Regions from separate parts of the Zea mays genome. Here region 1 is linked to region 2. The links are chromatin contacts, called in public Hi-C maps. All regions are on one chromosome and are shown on one strand. Each heading gives the region's core, a stretch centred on a gene start, on an enhancer-like site or on the middle of the called end of the contact. The rest is flanking DNA. Distances are from core to core; before and after follow the strand shown.

What was found. A called contact is a pair of places that touch in the nucleus more often than the background predicts.
Region 1: a Hi-C map of ear shows a contact between it and region 2, with 2.5 times the contacts expected there. The contact joins the promoter of LOC100216869 here to the promoter of LOC100381505 in region 2. A contact is called at or near these places in 2 of 25 Hi-C or Micro-C datasets (ear and tassel).

What each region holds. Positions count from the first base shown.
Region 1 is chr2:239,578,980-239,581,679 of Zm-B73-REFERENCE-NAM-5.0, reverse strand. It overlaps LOC100216869 (40S ribosomal protein S15-4), which reads right to left and starts at 1,299. Exons shown (of 4, transcript NM_001353436.1): 1 at 1,191-1,299; 2 at 955-1,106; 3 at 832-889. The coding sequence starts at 1,193. It also overlaps the pseudogene LOC103648251.
Region 2 is chr2:239,348,975-239,351,674 of Zm-B73-REFERENCE-NAM-5.0, reverse strand. It overlaps LOC100381505 (ATP-dependent DNA helicase 2 subunit KU70), which reads left to right and starts at 1,396. Exons shown (of 19, transcript NM_001320881.1): 1 at 1,396-1,630; 2 at 1,777-1,854; 3 at 2,030-2,146. The coding sequence starts at 1,568.

The DNA.
Region 1 (2,700 bases), core at 50-2,549, 230 kb before region 2:
TATAGCTCGTGAGGAAATTGTGTAACAAGTATAGGTAAACAAACTTCCACAGATGATGACTGGTAAACACAATCTTGCATTGACCGCATCTACCTGGCACAGAACAGAAGGCACTACAGCTAGCATACTGTACATTCAGGATAGAAAAATTGATTTATCAATATCCCAATAGTATTAGGCAGACACAACAATAGTCTGATTGAAACAAAGGCAGGTCACAAAACAGCAGACTACATAAATACGAAAACGAAAAAGTATGCACCATTCAGAAGCAATTTCAAAAGTATATTTACTTGCACCTTCTAAACCAAAAGCTTATTTGTCTAGAGAAAAGAGAGAACAAATGATATAGAAGCTCTACAAAATACAGCAACTTCTGCTTCTAGACATAGATAACAAGATTCAACATTTGTAATTGCTACACACTCAATACTAGCAACATTGCCACGACATTTGTAATTGCAACACTCAATAATAGCAACCTTGCCAAGCATTCAAGTAACCAGCCTTCTGGTTGATTAATAGCATATCATTTCAAGACGATATTTACACTATACAACAATAGGCACTGAGATTTGCTCAAAATTTTGACACCAAGATCACACCTCATATCGTATGGGTAAAATTAAGAGAAGATGCATCAAACTCATTCGAGAAGACACATTTCGGTTTTCTCGAATTCTTCTAGCTGAACACGAAAGACATAAGAATAGAAAAAAAAGAATCTAATAAGCATCGTTAATAATGGCACCATAACAGATCCACGCAATTATCTTGATCGGGGCACGCTAACAAAAAGTGGTAATGAAAACTAAGCGGTTGGAAACTGACCGCCTTGCGCAGCTTCTTGATGAGTGCCATGGGCTTCCTCTTCAGACCCCTCTGGAACCTACCAAAACAAACTCAGCAAACAAAAATACTACGGAAACAAACGAGTCGCGGCACGAAAGGTACCTTCTCCTGGCGCGCGCGGGGAAGAGCTGGACGAGGTCGTCCGTGGACATGTCGAGAAGCGCATCTAGGTCGACGCCGCGGTAGCTGTACTTGCGGAACGTCCTCTTCTTGGGAGCGCCGGCGGCAACCTCCGGTTCGACATCGACGTCCGCCTGCGCAACACAAATTAGTCCATGTGCGAGTCATAGGGACGCCCAGGATCTTGGAGGTGGGTACAGTTTTGGCGGGGAACTCACCATGATTGAAAGTTGAAGGTGATCGATGAGGTCGCGGTACGCTGTGGCGGAGGGCGATGCGCTGAGGCGGAGCGGCGGCGGAGCGGCGGCGGAGTCGGGTAGGGTTTAGAAGGAGGTGCGCGTCGGAATCTCAGCTTATATATAGCTGCGCACGGTGGTGAGCCCGTGGAACAGTATTCGTCCGGTTTATTAGTGGGCTGGCCTAGATATATGTTTGTCCTTGAGTCTAACTCTACCGGGCTCATTATGGGCTGGATATCGTGGTGCCTGTCGCATCCTGCAAGCCTAGCCAGTTTTTTATAGCTGACATGGATTCTTTACCTATACCGCGCCATTTGTTTAAATTTTGGTATCTTTACTCGTACCATTACTGAGCACAGGTTATTTTAATTTATAGTATGAGCATAAAATCCAGATCAAGAACAGATACAAAGCTTTAAGAGATATTGTGGGAAGTAAAAATATGATTGAAAAGATGTGCTTATGGGTTTCTTATTAGAGCTTGTTTGGTTGCTCAGTGACTTGAGGAGATTGATGTGAATTTAATTCCCTTCTATTCAATTTTTAATAGAAGATGATTAAATTCTTCTTCAATCACCCTCAATCCCTGCACAACCGAATATCTACTACTTCTTAAGGCATTACTGTAGACGTCCACATATTATTTTGGTGCACGGTTCTGCCGATCCGCCATCAACGCGACGCCGATCCGCCCCACCCACCGCCCCTCTGCTCCCCACCATCAACGCGACGTCGATCCACCATCAACGTAGATCCGGGGATCCGAGGCCGCCCCACCCACTGCCCCCTCGATCCGCCATCAACGTGTCGCGGATCCCCCCACCTTCCTCGATCTCTGCTCCCCACCATCAACGCCGATCCGGGGATCCGAGGTCGCCATCAACGCACACCTCCTCCCCACGACGTCGCATGGAAGGTTGTCGTGACGCCGATCCGCCCCCACCGCGACGTCGATTTCGCTCTCTTCTTCCCGTCGAGACCCAACCATACCAGCGGTACCACAGGCTAACGAGGAGGCGGAGTAGAGTGGACAAAAAATTTGTAGTCACTGACTGATTGCCACGTGAAATTTCCTGTTTCGTTGCCTTTCGGGTGCGCCTGAAGTACCCACACGCTACTAGGGTTCAATCGTCGTCAGCAGGCTTACCTCTCAATCACTGCGGGCGACGGCTCGATGTACTAGTTCCTCGGTTTCTCCGAGTCTGGATGCTGGATGGATGGATTATAGGCGACTTTGTGGTTTGTTATTCCTTCTTTGGATGGATCTAACTATGTGTTTTTATTATACTAATGTTTGTCCATCCCCTCTCTTGTAGAGTTTGTGGACAGTTGGCGAAGAGATAGTTAGGGTTCTGGGAATTTTTTTTGTCTCCTGTGTCTGATGGAGGAATCGGACTTCTGAGGTAATCTGGGTAAGCAAACGGAAGAGGATAAGGCTGTGGGAGAACTAGGGGATGAGGGCAAGATCGAGAGGAGCCACTCTATCAAT
Region 2 (2,700 bases), core at 147-2,646:
AACTGACGCCCCGAATCGCCGCGCGGCGGGGGAGGAGATTCATCACGTTTTCTGCTAGGGTTTTGTATTTGGACTAGACAGAGCGGAAATCTGGTGGTGGTGATTCTGTAACCAGAAGATCAGAAACTACGGAGGAGTGGGGTTTTGTGATTGGTTACCGATAGGGGTTTTGATTCATCGGCACCCAAATTGCTGTTGATTTTTTCCTGCAGTTTCTCTCAATGTATTTATGGTCATGGTAGTACTGGATTATGGATACATTTTTTTCAAGTGATTCATAATCTGCATCACTCCTTTTTAAAAAAGATCATCAATGAGGAGTGATGATATGATGATTTTTTATTTATCTGTTAACATCAGTAACATCATAATAGTTTTTTTTCAGCAAACAATTTTTTGTTATGATCTTATTATACAGTCAGTACAATATGGCTACTTTTAACACGGTAATATATATATGTATTGTCAGTAACTACCGCATCAGTAATATGTATAACATTTAGTAACAATGTCGAACAGGCAGTAATATATATTAGTTAATTTAGTCATTTAAGTAGATGTTTCAAATCATATATATATATATATATATATATATATATATATATATATATATATATATATATTCATGTAAAATATTTTATATATGAAGACAACTGAAACTTAACATGGTTGAAAGAAACAAGACTTGTATATTTGTAAACTTTGAACCCATTTTGAAAGCACATGGAAGGATCTTGTTGATGAGGGGCCACGCCTAGCAACCTTCTGCAACAACGAATTGATGATGGCCTTGGTGACTTCCTCTAGCGCTGATAGACTGCACAATGCTTGACGTGGGGCTGACTCCATGAGAGTAGGATTTAAAATAGAAGTCGAAACAGGGGATGTGATAAAAAATCTGCTAGAGATCGCAGCGAGCGTGAGGGAAACCATTCAAACAGGGCTGCTGCTGTTGGATTGCAATTGCAAGCCAGCGAGCGTAGGCGCGTTGGCGAGCGTTGCATCCGAGTGTAAAAGTGGGAATCAGTTTCACTACCGCAACATCCATTCACTGATGTGTAGGATCAGCCGTGGTTTAGTCCCGCACGTCAGTGACCCCAAAGATTTTATGAAATCCATCCGCGTGTAAAGTGTGTTCCCTCTTGGAATCCGCTGTGGTGCCGCTTTGCTATGGGTGCAAGTCACCTGCCCATATTGATGGTAATATGAATCAGATTAAATTAGGACTGGACCCTATATCTATTAATTTTAAACTAAAATTAATTACCGATTCTGGCCCACGCCGTAGACTCGGCTGGGTTTCGCTTCCGTCAAGTTGTTCGGCTGGCTTCGTTCGTGGCAGCAGCGCCGTAGAGCCGTGGTTTCCCACAAAAAAAACGGCGCCACGGTAGCGAGTTTCTAGAACCTTCCCACGCCCTGCGCCCCTTTGCTGTCTCATACCTGTCTTAAACCCTAGCTAGTTTCTAGGACCTTCCCACGCCCTGCGCCCCTTTGCTGTCTCAAACCTACCTTAAACCCTTGTTAGTTTCTAGAACCTTCCAGACCTCCAGTTCCCGACCTCGGCGCCATGGACCTGGACCCAGAGGGGATCTTCCGCGACGACAGCGATGAAGACGAAGACAGTGTCCAGGTTCGTACCGGCTCTTAGCTGCGTCCTCTCTCCATATTCTCCTTCTATTGGATCAGTGTTTTGAAGAAAAAAACTAATTTGAGTATTTGACCATGCCGCGGCACTGCATTTTTCGCGGGTGCTGGATTGCTTTCTCGGGGAACCAGGAGAGGGAGGCGAACAAGGAGATGGTTGTCTACCTTGTCGACGCCTCGCCCAAAATGTTCACCCCTGCCACCACCCAGGTGAGGCACAAGTACTCTAGCCACTTAATTCGACAATCTGGGTACCATTTTTATGTCTCTTTATCTGGGTATCAATTTTTTATGTCTCTATTGGGAAATTAAGACCTGTGAAGTTGCATCATTAAGTTTGTTCTAGATTTTTGCTACTAAATAACAACGTAAAATTTCTTTTCAGGACAATGAAAAGCAGGAGACACATTTCCATACCATTGTTAACTGCATCACAGAGTCTCTGAAGACACAAATTATTGGTAGATCTTATGATGAAGTCGCAATATGTTTCTTTAACACTGTAAGCTCTTTCTCACATCAGTAAGCATACACCTGTCACATTTCCAGTTCTATGTTAGAACTCTTCTTTGTACAAAATGTTATCCAACTCTTCTTTGTATTATGTTAGAACTCTATGTTGCACATTTCCAGTTTTACTCAATATATCATTACTACCACCTGTCACAAACAATTTGATATTGAACACCAAAATGTTATCCAAAAGGGCCATAAGCTCATAACACAAGTTTGACCACTGGTTTCTATTGTAACATTATAAAAAAATTTGTCCAATGGGGGTGAGCTGCCCCCACAACATTATATTAAGAAGAAGACCTTCTCATGCAGTCATGCAGGTCCAGAAACCCTCCGAACCCATGCCCCATCCCATACACAACGGCACTGTAGCCCATGTGAAAATGACTGTGACCGGGGCCAGGTCTTAGACCCGTGCTTTCGCGTAGGACAGGCCAGGAGATTTTTGAACCACAACCTGAAAATTCGCTCCCACGGGGAGTCGAACCCAGAACGAGTGCTACTTAGACCACCTAACCAACTCAGCTAGATGCCTTTTCG